3 separate regions of the Mus musculus genome follow, and all the other regions are linked to region 1. A link is a contact called in public ChIA-PET data. All regions are on one chromosome and are shown on one strand. The core of a region is the stretch at or near the end of the contact, and the rest is flanking DNA. Distances in the headings are between cores, read along the strand shown.

Region 1 (4,691 bases), core at 2,167-4,666:
AGCAGCTAGCTTGCATATGGAATACAGAGGAAATTAGAGACCCTGTCTTGGGGTGTGATAAGAAACTGTTCCCAAAAGTGTCCTCTCCCCTCCGCATGTGTGGACACTTACACAATATACATCAAGCACACATACACAAAGATCTGAGTGACTTATTGATTAGACAGAATCAAATGTAAATCCTCCAGGGTCTGCATGTAATGATTCTAGACAGAGCAATTCATGGAGGTTGCTGATATCTGACAGCCACGGTTGGTAGTTGATGTGATTGAACTCAGACAGCTGATCTGATGGATCCTTATGCTTCTCTGTTTCCCCTTACACCACACTTAGGGTGTAAAAACCATCTGTCTGGATAAATGAGTGCAAGGAGATGAGATTCAAGTCTCCTTAACACCAACTGTGTATTACATTTTTTGTTAGTGTTTTCTCTCAGAGTATGCAGAGCTTAGTCTGCAACTATTTTTTTTAAATAATAGAGATGGTATTTCCTGATCAGATATGGAGCAAGGCTACAGGATGATGGGAATAAGGTAAAGATCTTATCCTTGAGTTGTCTGGAATAAAATTTTAAATAATGGTATTAATTTTTATGGTTCTAGTTCCATTTACTTATTGTTTTGGTGAGGAGGAAATGAGCTCAAATTACATAGCTGGTCAGTTTCGTAAGTTTTTAATCTGTACTAGCCAGTTTTTCATCCCTGTTGTGACTAACAGCTAAACTAAGTAAGCAGTTCAGAACAAGAAAAGATGCGTTTTAGTTCATGGTTTCAGAGCTCTCCATCCACGATCGGCAGCTCCATTATTTCTGGGCCTTGGTGAGATAGATATAAGGTATAAGGAGCAAAACTGATCATCCCATGGTGGTCAGGAAAAGAGAGATGGGTACAGGAAACAAGGACCAGACATAGGCTCCAAGAATTCCCTCCCTACTTATAACTGTGCCTCACCTCCCAAAGCTTCTAGCACTAACCCTAAATTGTGACACATGCAGGAGAGCAAGGCTTCATTCAACATAAGATCTTGTGGGTAACACTTCATATCCAACCATAATCGGCTCAGTCAGTGGCTTTGATTCCCATGTCCCTCCTCTTAAATTTATTAGACCACAAGTTTTAAAGAGTTATCCAGGGCTATAGAGATGGCTCAGCGGTTAAGAGCACTGACTGCTCTTCCAAAAGGTCCTGAGTTCAAATCCCAGCAACCACACGGTGGCTCACAACCATCTGTAATGAGAGCCAATGACCTCTTCTGGTGTGTCTGAAGGTAGTATACTCACATAAAATAATTTTTTTTTAAAAAAAGAATCACCCAGAGTTTACAAATGAAGATTTTTCTTTGTCATTGTATTTTTGTTTGTTTGTTTTAAGACAGGGTTTCTTTGTGTAGCCCTGGCTGTCCTGGAACTTGCTCAATAGACCAGGCTGGCATTGAACTCAGAGATCTGCTTGCCTCTGTTTCCAGAGTGCTGGGATCAAAGGCATTCTCTACTATTGCTTAGTAGATTTTAAACCAGTTCTATTTTTTTTTTGTGACTCTAGAACTTAAAGTACATAATTATTTATTTATTCGAGTATTTTCAGATACAGTCCTACTATATAGCCTAGGAAGGCTGTGAACTCATAATCCTAACACACAATCTGTTTGAAAGCTATTATGAGGGTCAACTGAGATGGATGAGCAGGTAAAGGCACTTGCTAAGCCACACCAGCAACCTCAAGCTTAATCCCCAGGACCAATGTAAAGGTGGAAGAAGATAAGCAGCTCCACAAGATTGTCCTCCCCGGACCTTCCTGTGCCTGTGGCATGCATGTCCCAGCACACACATTATGCGCACACATACACATACACAACTGCCATCACCACCACTAGGTAAAATAAGACTAGCATGAGCCAGGCATGTTGTTTCATACCTGTAATTCCAGCACTGAAAAAGCTGAGACAGAGTTGCCACAGTTCACATTCAGCCAGGGCAACAGAGTGAATCCCAGGCTAGCTTGAGTGAAATTCTGTCTGAAACAAAACCCAAAGCCAAACAAAAACTGGCCATACAAGGTCTTACAAAGGTTATACGGAATAGGGAAGAGTCTATGGTTCAAGCCTTTGAGATAACTAAGATGAAAAGTGTTTATTAAAGACGTGAACATTATTTTCTTTTTGGCTACATAAATTAACCCATCCATTGCAGGCTAGGCAAGTCTCAGATGGAAGCACTTTTACTGGTCTTTCAGTACCTTGAGTCTTCTGATGGCAGACTTGAGTTTGACAGTAGAGAGATATTATAGGTCCAGCCCTTGTTTTCTGTCACGGAGCCACAGTGCCCCATGCTATTGGCTCGTCTCCTCATCGTGGTCTTGCCATGGATGGGACAAGTGTACTTGGTGTGCTAGCTGATCTCTCTGCTTCACCATTTGGCAGGCAGTACTGCTTGGTAGACAGGTTTAGCAGTTACTGAGCTGACACCAGGCATCTGTGTGATTGGGGGTAAATGACCTGGGCTTTCTGCTTTAGTTTGCTTGCCAGTAGCATACAGGAACAGGACAGAGTTATGCCCTCTCTTCAGTAAATAATCCTCATTAGTGCTGAGTGTGAGAAGTTAGGCAGGGCAAGTTCGTTGTCAGAAGTCTTTGGGCATGAGGCCGTCTGCACCTGATATCCTTCATCTTGACACTGCTAAGGAACCACAGTCAGCCAGCGATCAATTTCCAACAGCCGCCGTTGTCCGCACATAGCATGCTGGAGGAAAGCCAGAATTTATTTTTGCCAGAAACTCTCTTGGCAAATGGGTTTCCCTAGAGACGGCTGTTTAATTTTGTGGTGTGGCGAATGGTTTGGTGGAAAAGAAGAGGAACGCAGGGTGCTTATTTGTTCCATAACTACCTGTGTCTCAAGACACTCTGAGGGGGAGGGGAGCTGAGGTGGAAAGAAGGGCTGAGAAATCTCACGCTGAAATGCGTTTGAACTATGCATATGCACTTATACAAACTAAAACTTTGCCTACAGCGCATTGCCACATCCTACAGTCTGTGTTGCTGCAATAGCTCCCTCACTAGTTTCTCTGTCCTCGAGTTCCTTTCAAAGCTTCCACACTCACATCTAAAATAACAGTTTTACCAGGCTATGTTCATTCATTCATTTATTTAGGAATCTTACAACTTTTTTATTCTCATTATTGTCAAACATCTAAAGTTAATTAAGCAAACATTGTAAGCATCTAAGTGTAAGTTGCTGTGAAAAGGTAAAAGTGAGTAAGATGTAGCTTCTGAAGGTGTATAATATCAACATTATTGCTACCCTCCCCAGGACCTTTTCCATTTGAAAGTTGGTTCTACTTCACCGCATTCTGCTTAAGCACGCTGGGGTTATGCTGAGGTTATCTCCACACCGCCAGGCTCCGCTCCGCGGGCAGTTTTCAGTCCTAACAGCACGTGGCTTTGCTATAGCTTTGTATATTGCTGACTAGGCTCAGGCATTGGATCACATAGTCCCCATCCCTAGCTGGGATGCTGTCTAGGGAAGTTTAAGAAGTGCCCCCTTGCTGCAGGAAGTTTGTCACTGGCACCGCCTTTGAGAGTGTGTAGTGTTGCTCTGTTCTAGTCCACTTTCTGTTTCTTGCTTGTAGTCGAGATGTGCTCCGTCAGCTTCCTGCTCCTGCCCCCTTGCCCGCCGCCTGCTGCCATGTCTCCCCACCGTGGTGACTCATATCCCTGTGGAGCCATAAGCCCAAATAAACTTCTATCAATTGCTTTGATCATGGTGTTTTATCACACCAACAGAAAGGTAACTAATACATTGACCATGCTTGTCTCCAGAGTTCTTAGGTAAAGAAATTACTCATACTTTCCATTTGTTCTTGGAATTTTTAAAGGAACAAAGCATAGGTTTTTGTCCATCTTTAATTTTGGTCCCTTCCCTATCCTAAATTGGATTCCAGCTTACTATCTGGCCACGGATGGCCTAGAATTCCTAATCCTTCTGGCCCTACAATTTTTGGGATTTTTGGGATTACAGAAATGTGTCGCCGTACCTGGATATTTTAGGTTGTTTTCTGTGTTATTCGTTTCTGTCTTTATTATTTTCTCCTTTTTTTTGGTTTTGTTTTTTGTCTTTTTTTGGCTTGCTGAGCTGTATGTCTTTAAAGATTTATTTATTTTTATTTTGTGCATAGAAGTGTTTTGCCTGAATCTATGTGTGTCTGCATTAACCATGGAGGCCAGAAAAGGGTGTTGGATCCCTATAGCTGGGGTCATAGATGGTTGTGAGCCACATAGTGGTGCTGGGACAGAATTTTTACAAAGTCCTTTTTCAAGAGCAGCCAGTGCTCTTTAGCTCCAAGCCATCTCTCCTGCGCTTTTAATTTTTTGAGAAAGATCTGTATTTGTGTGTGTGTGTCCCCTACACACGTACAGGTGGTGATGGAGGCCAGAGGAGTGCTGGATCTGTGAGACTGGCAGGCGTTATAGAAAATTGTGGGCTGTCTGACAGAGGTGCTGGGAATTGAACCTAGGCCTCTGAAAGAGCAGTTAAGGCTTTTAAAGCTGGGCCATCTCTCCAGCCCTTACCTCTAAATTAAAAAAATTTTTTTTTTTTTTGGCAGCAGTTTAAGATTTAATAGAACCGAGTAAACTGCAGGGTCTGTTACTCTGTATCCCCACAGATTCAGTCTTTCTCACTGTCAGCATGCAGCACAG
Region 2 (4,920 bases), core at 2,219-4,718, 270 kb after region 1:
CACACACACACACACACACACACACACACACACACACAGCACATACACACACACACACACCACACACACACACACACACACACACACACACACACACACTAAAAATTAGAAGGAAGCCTGACCCTATGCCTGCATTTTGTGCCTGTTTCTATTGCTGTGGGTCAGACTCCTGCTTAGATGTGCATAGGCATGACAAAATGGAGTGTCTGTCTAAAACCCCACTGATCTCCAGCCTACCTCTTTACACTTTTAGACCGAAGGCCCCAAGAGTCATTGCATTAAACCTATAGTCACCTTGGATTACAGAGCAGCAAAGCATTACAGGTAGGTTAGGCTACCTCCCCTTGTGCCCCCCCCCCCACCACCCCCCTGCCAAGAAGAGAGCAGTCATTTATGGGAGAGATATACATCAACTGGCTGAAGAGCAATTTATTCTTGACAACCTTTCAGAATTAGAGGTTGTACAGTGATAAGCAGGATCATGACTTGACCAAGGCTGTTTGTCTCCTGTCCCAGTTCTTCTGTTTAAACCTAAGGGTCATCTCAGTACCCTAAAGACAACCTCGAGGTCACTGGGCCCCTCTATCTGTTCTGATAAAAATCAATGCTAGTGTACACAAGGAAAAGTTAGGAACACGTGTGAAGGAGAGTAAGTGTTTATGACCGAGGATAGGGTAAAGCACAACAGAACTGGGGGAGTTTTGCTGTACGTATTGTGAATTTTTACAGCCTTTGGATTCCGTATGATTCTGTATTACTTCTGGATCAGACAGGAAGGGAGAATGAAGGGCAGCTGCAGAACATTCCTTCTTGGGCTGGAAATTGCTTAGTGGTTAAAAGCACTGTTGCTCCTGCAGAGGACCTGGGTTCAGTCCCCGGCTCACAACCACCTATGACTTTAGTTACAGGAGATCTGGTGCCCTTTTTGGCCCCTGAGGGCACCTACACAGAAGTGGTGCACAGACATACACTCAGGCACACACATACGCACCTAGAATTAATAAATCGATAAGTAGTTATTCTGTATCAATTTAATACTTGATCACTGACATTGAATTTATTAACACATCACTTTAAATTGATAAATGAATCCAACTTTTAAGATATTTTAGGTTTTATCACTTTTTTTTTTAAAAAAAGAGAATTCAACTGTGGGATTATTTATTGCAACAGGCAGAACAAACGATTTCAAAGTGATGAAATGAAAACCCAATGTAGACTGCCATTCAGAACTTCACTGATCCCGTGATGTCGTCTTTAACATTTAAACACATCCAGCTGGGCACTGTGGTGTATGCCTGTAATCCCAGCACTGAGGATGAGACAGGAGGATTAAAACACTGGCCTGGGCTATGCAGCAAAACATTAAAACCTCCTATACATACTTAGTTTTTCGTCAGAATATATTGATGGTATATATAATGAAAATATTGCCTATTTCATAAAAGGGGATCAGACTTGGGCTGTGCAGTTCCTTAGCTCAATAAATGACAGAACTAGGAAAACTAGGAAAGTACCTCCAAGAACTGGCATTATATCTGAGACTTTAGAGAACTCTGCAAAGAGCAGAAGATAGAGGTGGAAATGTGCAGAGGCCTCGGGGTGGTGAGGTGGTAGGCATTGGTATTCTTGTGTTACAAGAAGAGAAAGGGTACAGTTAGATATTAAGAATAACCAGCTATGGGACTTGAGAAATGGCTCAGTGGTTAAGAGCACTGACTGCTCTTCTGAAGGTCTTGAGTTCAAATCCCAGCAACCACATGGTGGCTCACAATCATCCGTAATGAGATCTGACACCCTCTTCTGGAGTGTCTGAAGACAGCTATAGTGTACTTACATTTAATAATAAATAAATCTTGAAAAAAAAAGAATATCCAGCTATAAAGACCCCATCATACCAAGAACCTCATTCTACAGACCCAGGGAAAGGAAGCCTTCCCAGCTTCCTAGGAGTGGAGATGGGCATAGACCTCAAACTCCTTTGCCTCTTGCTTGGGCTTCTGGAAAGCTGATCAGCTAACAGGAGCCTGGAATTCCAGGTGAGAGGTTGCCAGTGGCCTCAGAATAGAGGCCGTCTTGCACAGGCTGTGTGCTGAAAAGGCGAGGCAGGAGCTAATAGGCGATTTTTATAGCAAGTGACTTAGAAGCTGGAGTTACCATTTTGGTAACTCTAGTTTTCATATTACAGGGCTTATGTTAACACAGAGAAGCAAGGGTCGGGAGGAGACGAACAGGGGTCAGCCAGATGGTTCAGCATTGCTTGCTCCTCATCCTAAGGACCTGAGTTTGATTCCCAGAACCACAATGCGGAAGGAGAAAACGGACTCCTAAAAGTTGTCTTCTGATATGCATACATACACAATAACTAAGTGTTTTTAAAATGTAAAAAGCATCAACGAAAAACCCAATAAACCAACCAGGAGCTGAGGAATTTGTAGTTCAGTGTCAGAGTTTATGGTTATTTGATATGCACTAGAACCTGGTTTTATCCCTAACACTAACGAATAAAATCGTCAGCTTTCAATTTTACCATTAAACAGGAGAGGACTAGACACAGATTACGATTTTCTGAAGACCACTAACTAGGATTGGGGAATTCTCTGGAGTGGAGCTCAGCTTGCCTCCTGTGAGTGTGTTTCTGCCTGTGTCAGGGTAGCGCCATCCACTGAGGCCACACCCCTGATATATCTTTTATTTATTTATTTTTACAGGGAGGAGTTATTTGTTCTTGCTCATGCCTTGTATTTTCTTTATGTTCGAAGATGTCATCAAATGATCCCCTTTGGATTCTTCGCTAAAGGTTTGTGGAGTTGCATTTGAAGTCTTCCCTCACAAACAGCTTGTTTCAACACTACCATGGCACTAACCGATCCGTGAGAAGCTCACTCACTGTCACAAAGCAGCCCTGGAAGGTAGTGAGTCTCATGGCCCTCACTCGCAGGTTGTCCACTGTAAACGGAGCTAGTGAACCCTGCTAGCCAGTGCGCTGGCAGGACAGCCCAGCAGCTGGCTTTCAGAAGGGACCTGAGCATCGCTCCCACTTGGATTTCTCAGACTTGTCAGTTCGCAAGTGTTCTTTCTTTAGCCAAGAAAGACAAAACCACCTCCGGGTGTACTGCCCCAGGGCTGTTTTGAGAGCATTTCTAAGAGCCTCTAAGGAAGGTGTATATCCACATCTCTGATTTATGTAAAACGATCCGCCCCAAACCAAAACAGACCCTTTGCCTCCGCGGTCTGGCCTGCTTCCCAGCTGTTGGCATTCTCCGGAATCACTCGCAGCACCGGCTGCTCCACCAGAGCTGGCGCAAAGTCAACAGCTCCGCCAGGCAGGCGCCCCACCCGCCATTTGATTTTGTTAAATCACTCCTTTGGCTAATATTTCAGGGACAGACACGCGACGCATCTGGCTCCGGCTAGATATTTTCAGTCTCTCGGATCCCAAGGTAAATATTTGCAGGGTCGATGGCTGCAAAGTAGGCGGGCGTGAAGCGGGGCGGGTCCCCAGCTTCCACTCAAGGCCGGCGCAGCTGCTGCAGCGCCCCGCCCCTTCTCCCACGCCCCGCCCACTTCCCCCATGAGCCCCAGCGCGGCCCGCTCGTAGCTTCGTGTGTGCAGCGCATGGCTGGACTTCAGCTTCCGCGAGGCTGGTTTCGAGGTGAGGCGCGCGTGATGCCCCGTTGCCATCCTGTAAAGCTCGTGCTTGCACTTTTGTTTATTTTCAGTTTTATTTTTAGCAGATATTGTTTCTGTTCTCCCCCCCCCCCAACCTCTGCTAGGCAAGTACACGTGGTCACGTGTGGAGTCAGGAGGAAGGGTAAGGAGGCTTCGGAGAACCTGGGACAGGTTTGGTTTGAGGGGCCAGGTTTGTCTGAAGTACCCTCTGAGACTTCCTCCTGGGAAGAGATTCCATTGTGTCAGGATTTTCCTACACACGTGGGCACATTTTAGGAAGAGTTACAAAGTGGGCTTTGGTGCTAGGAAAAGGTGGATTAGGTCAAGGATATATTAGATATACATTTCTTTATTGTGGCAGGATAGCTTAGGTGTAAACAAAGGAGCCCATGTGGAGACCATGATGGGAAACCTCCAACCCTTGGTTTGGCCTACTCGAGACCTACAATTCTTTGGACATATAGTTCAAGTGAGCATTTAAAAGAACAGAAACCAAATATGTGGTAGCATGTTAAACACTCAGCCCTGCAGTGATATGCTTGTAATCTGTTGCTTTAATTTGTTTCCTCCCCCACTGAGTTGGAGGGCGGGACTACGGTGTGATGGATGATATTAGGGTTGTACAGCTGTAGAGTCAGATGCATCCTTATTTTAAATGCTCACATTTTGTTCATCGTGGCTCCTGTAAAATATTAACGATGTGCCTACTACACCCACCTAGGGAAGGGTATTCTTGAAAAGTGTTAGCAAAAGTCAATAAATAAAACCTTTACAAGTTCTCCTGAAATTAGAAATCAGATTGAATCCCAGGCATCCAGACTCCAGGCTTTGCCTTAAACCTGTGCAGAGTGGATGGATCTAGCTAGGCCATATAGATCTTTTTTGGCTGCAGCTAAAACATTTACTGGCAGCAGGATCAGATCCTACTCCTCGTGGTAGCTGGGTCCTCCCTTGGAGCCCCCTCTGCTGTCTTCTCTTACTGCTAATTGACTTCCTGAATCCCCACAGCAGCTGCTGGAAACCTTTCCAGCTCTTCCTGCTGTGGTTTGTGCTGGTGACCAGTTCCCATTTCCACCATCCTCACCTGGGACCTTCATCTCCAGATCCCCCCACTTCTTTATATTTTCAGGGTGTCCTTTCCCTCCCTAAGCTGAATTCTTCCTCAGCGCTCTGGCCATATTTTCCTCAAGGCTAATAATTTCTCCCAATCTCATCATCAACCTCTTTTAAGTTTTTTGTTTGTTTGTT
Region 3 (4,524 bases), core at 552-3,051, 310 kb after region 1:
CCATTGAGCTTCTGGACACAGTGAAACAGAGCGCCTCAGAATACAGAGACTGTCTAAAGTCACTACTTCAAAACTACAACAAACCCAAAGACTGAACTAGGGAATGAACAAAGAGGAAGCACTTCTAAGTTATCTGTGAAGTACACCTGCAGGATCTTATCAAGTGCTTACCCCACTTTTGTTAAACCGACTTTCTAGGCCCATGTATATATTTTCTCTCCTTTTTGACATAGGCTACGTTGCCCAGACTAATTCTGATTCCAGGACTCAAGTGATCTTTCTGCCTCAGCTTCCCAAGAATACAGGTATGTGCTCTACCCTCAGTTTAAATTATCCTGTTCAATCTTTTTCATTAAAAATAACCCATCATGGTCTGCAACCCTATAGGTAGAACAACAATATGAACTAACCAGTACCCCCAAAGCTTGTGTCTCTAGCTGCATATGTATCAGAAGATGGCCTAGTCGGCCATCATTGGGAAGAGGCCCCTTGGTCTTGCAAACTTTATATGCCCCAGTACAGGGGAACGCCCAGGGCCAAGAAGTGGGAGTGAGTGGGTAGGGGAGTGGTGGGGGGGAAGGGTATGGGGGACTTTTGGGATAGCATTTGAAATGTAAATGAAGAAAATACCTAATAAAAAATTAAAAAAAAAACCCATCACGCATTGAAAGAACTGAAGTAACTATTTTAACCTTCAAACTTCTAATAGTGGATACCAAAGAAAACAATGAACTGAAAAACTTCTTAAGATATAGCAACACATCAGAGTTGATATTTGACAATGTGTTTTCTATCTTTAAAGTCACTGGTAGAGAATGTGGATAGCAGTGAATGTTTTAAAAGTTAATACATAAAGTCTGTGAGGGCAGAGGGGACAGTAGCAGGACTGCAGGTGACACTTCGAAGAAAACAGGTACTGCAAACTCATTAACCTATAAAATCAAAAGCAGGAAGAGACTTCTCAGGGAGACTCCAGGGAAAACACAGGGACATCTGAAGCTGGTTCTTTACTGTGTGGCAAACAACAAAGCAAAGCCAAGTGTCAGACAGCATCCCCCTGACACGCCCTTTAGCCCACTGCTCCACATATGTTACACATCAAACGGAGAGAACACGTCAGGTTAGGACAGGCCATTTGTTGTTCTAACACCTGCTTAACAGGAACTATGTGCAGTGCTAGGAAGAGCTTCAAAGTATGGGCATGACTACTGAGGGATCTTTGATAGAACATTAGAGTCAAGGACTCGGAGCTGTGAAAATGGCTCACTGAGACTCAGAAGACCCAGCGGTCTGGGTTTGCATCCTGTCCCCAGACAGAGAGCCACATAAAGAGTCCAAGTTTTGGTTTATTGAACAATTAGAATTAAATAGCAGATTCAATGCTGTGTTATCCATCTGTACGGCAGTGAAAGTCAGTAGCAGGCTAGGATTTTCAGTGCTCTCCTCCTTTCCGATTCCTACCGCGGCAGTCATGGCACCACATTAAAGCACCAGGGCCTCCACTTGGAAACTCCTAGAACACTGTAGATCACGGTGGTCTGAATGATCACTTCTTAAACATCTAGGGCACCTGCATCAGTGATATCCCAGAACTCCACCCTCAACACTGAAGCAGGAGCACTGTCTCCTAGGGAGTTTTCTGAGAGCAGGTGGGCTGTTGCAAATGGTACTGGACAACCATCTCCCTCACGTACAAGTGATCTAAGTGAAGAAAGAGCTGTGACAAGGTCTGTGAGAGTAAATGTCACCAGAAAGCACAGTATGGTTATGGGTGGAGGAAGGACAGGAAACAAAAAGCCACACTTTAACCTATCAGATTTGAGAAATTACTGGGTTCATACAGAGTTCTGCTGCAGGGTGGGAATCCACTCTGTTGCTCACCAGGCACAAAGGCCATGAAGATACAGTGACTATATCCCTTGCCCCTCCTATCTTCTCTTAGAGCTAGGAAGGAGGGGGTATGAGGGAATTTTCTGCCTAAAATAAAGACAGACTATGTTTATATATTCTGTGCTTATCATGCCAGCAATGTAAATAGATACATGAAGCCTGAAGTGGAGGCTCACATCTGTGATCCCAGCATTTTTGAGGCTGGGGTATGAGGACTACCACAAGTTCTAAGCTAGCCTGGGTTCAGGATAAGACCCTATTTTTAAGTCCTAAATAACAAGTACAATACCTGACAGTCTATGGGAACAGACTCAAATGAAAGCAAAGAAAGTCTTAGGTTTCATAGGTTTACCTACATTTAAAATGAGATAGGGTCTCACTACAAAGCTCAGTCTCCTGCCTTGGCCTCGTGAATGCTGGGTTACAGGCATGATGCTTGGCTGAAGTGCTTCACTAAGAATGGTGCTGGTAAAAATCTAAAGCAAGTTTAACTGTGGCACTCTAAAGAAGTTAGAGTTCTCAAATGTGACTCAGCACCAGACTATCTTGTTCTAAAAACTGAGCCAGGATCTACCCTTCTCTCCAGAACTAAATGACAGAGGACTAACCGGAATATCTGTCCTTATCACCCTATACTCACACTCAAAGAAACAAAACACTGGCTCCCTGTGACCCAGAACACAGAAGCTCAAGATGCCATGTCTTCAGAAAGCCGAGGGCTCACAGAAACCCCAGATGTTATGCAAAACATCTTCCTCAGAAATGAAAAAGAAATCAGGTATATGTTTTTCAGAAGGAATCCTGCCTGTATATTTAGGGCTCTTCAGAATATAAATAGTTGGAATTTCAAATTTTAGGTTTCATATTTAACATAAACTTACTTTTTTTTTCTTTTCTTTTTCCTTCTTGAGACAGGGTCAGTCTCTATGTAGCCCAGGCTGGTCTGGAACTCAGAGATCTGCCTGCCTCTGCCTCCTGAGTACTGGGGTTACAAGTGTGCCACTGGCCTGCACCTTCAACTCCCTTTACTGTGTTGCTTCTTGAACAGAGACAGAAAGTCTAATGCTAACAGGGAGGGAGCCCACAAACATTTGTCTAGCCTGTGGATCAGACTTCCTCCCCACAAGAAAACAACAATCAGCTGGGCTAAAAGTCCAGAAAGTCACCATGCTGCAGAGCCTCCTCCTTTCTATAAGATAACACAGGTTAGGCCATGTGCTGTGGCAACTGCTGCACGCTACTTTTGCTGACCCGACAAGGAAACAAACACAGAGAGGTTAGAGCCGAGTGTCATTCAGCCACTTCACAGTGGGCTGTAGAAATGTACCATTCTCTTGCAGACCCCAGCCGGTCCCAAACACAAGTCAGTGATTTACGACTTTCTAAAAAGATTCTTTTTAAAATGAGACTAACTTGTTGGTCTTTCTGTGAAGTTGCAGCAGGTGTCAACTCCAAGATGAGGCCCAAGCGACTCTCTTAAGGTCATGTAAGTGGGGAACAGACGAGCAGATAACCCCAGAAGCATCCCCACAGTCTGCACTTCTAACCACGAGACCACAGCAGCTCACACATCTGATTCATTTTAAGAACCGAGCAGGTCTCATGATTTTCAAAGGCCATTTGTGTATGCTCTTCAAATAAAGCATGGGGTCTGCCATTACAAAGTAAATGTGCTAATGAAGTGATGCTAACACACCCTTCTACTGTGTGCCACAGCCTAAGCCAGCCTGTCACACACAGCTCAGTCAACCTTACTGAGACCAAATCTTTTGGGTTCAAACTCCATCTTAGATAACCTGACCTAAGATTGAACTCAAGTTAATTAACAGGCCAGTACCTAGCACCATTTCCCAGGTTGGGGGACCCCAACAAGACCTGCGTCTAGCACCAGTTTCCAGATCATTCCTCAACAAATCTACACCCCCAGGTTAAAAGCCTGCCTCTGACACTTCACTTCCTAACCACCACTAATCAGGAAAAAAACATAGGTTAAGCCAATTATGTTAAAGGCCACAATGGCCCCCCAATCAGATGTGTACCAGGCTAGATACCCCCTTCTTGTCTCTATAAATGCTTGCCTGAAACTAAAATTTAAGGATGTCCCCCCAGTTCTCCTCCGTTAGAGACAGTGGTGTGGCCTAAACTAGTGCTTGAATAGACTCTAATTCGATTGCATCGGAATTGACTCCTTTATGGACTTTAGGGGTTCACAAACGCTACCTGGCACAACATTTGTACTCAGCACCCAGTAAACCTGAGGTAAGACAATGATTCTTGGTTCTTTGTGTACAATTAGCCCCTTAGGAAATGAAAAAACAAAATTTCTATTTAGGCAAAGATCAGGAAATCAAAATTGGTGTAACAATCAATAGTAAATATATTTTTTAAAGTTCCTGATGTGATTCTAATGGGCAGCCAGGATAAAGAAACAATAATTCAGAGTTCCCCTGGAACTCTGATTTTAACTGGATCTGTGGTGTGGCCTGGGCTGTCTTTGAACTCTCTACTGTCTTTTGTAGTTCTCTGATCTTAGCCTGAGTAGCTGGAAATCTAGTCAAATACACTTATCCTGCATTCTGAATTGAATTAGTGGTTAAATATAACTGTGTTGAAGCTGTGGGTTAAGTGCTACCA

Evidence for each region. ChIA-PET counts read pairs in DNA pulled down with a chosen protein or histone mark.
Region 2: a contact with region 1 is called in an RNA polymerase II ChIA-PET map of effector CD8 T cells, with 9 read pairs. The contact joins two enhancer-like sites. A contact is called at or near these places in 3 of 115 datasets of contacts at active chromatin or transcription factors (effector CD8 T cells, pancreatic cancer cells and thymic regulatory T cells).
Region 3: a contact with region 1 is called in an RNA polymerase II ChIA-PET map of effector CD8 T cells, with 8 read pairs. The contact joins two enhancer-like sites. A contact is called at or near these places in 3 of 115 datasets of contacts at active chromatin or transcription factors (effector CD8 T cells, embryonic stem cells and memory CD8 T cells).

The regions. Positions count from the first base shown.
Region 1 is chr5:107,959,841-107,964,531 of GRCm38.p6, reverse strand. The region is part of intron 1 of Dipk1a (divergent protein kinase domain 1A); the gene reads left to right. Among named protein-coding and RNA genes, the nearest start is that of Dipk1a, 25 kb to the left of the region's middle. Within about 2 kb of position 3,416, at least 156 of the 459 cell types and tissues checked have an H3K27ac peak or open chromatin away from gene starts, as enhancers often do. A contact at or near this core is called in effector CD8 T cells, memory CD8 T cells and thymic regulatory T cells, where this site is marked.
Region 2 is chr5:107,686,684-107,691,603 of GRCm38.p6, reverse strand. No RefSeq gene overlaps it. Among named protein-coding and RNA genes, the nearest start is that of 4930428O21Rik, 14 kb to the left of the region's middle. RefSeq lists an enhancer at 2,615-4,842. Within about 2 kb of position 3,468, at least 218 of the 459 cell types and tissues checked have an H3K27ac peak or open chromatin away from gene starts, as enhancers often do. A contact at or near this core is called in effector CD8 T cells and thymic regulatory T cells, where this site is marked.
Region 3 is chr5:107,647,873-107,652,396 of GRCm38.p6, reverse strand. All of the region lies in intron 11 of Rpap2 (RNA polymerase II associated protein 2), which reads right to left. Among named protein-coding and RNA genes, the nearest start is that of A930041C12Rik, 16 kb to the right of the region's middle. Within about 2 kb of position 1,801, at least 39 of the 459 cell types and tissues checked have an H3K27ac peak or open chromatin away from gene starts, as enhancers often do. A contact at or near this core is called in effector CD8 T cells and memory CD8 T cells, where this site is marked.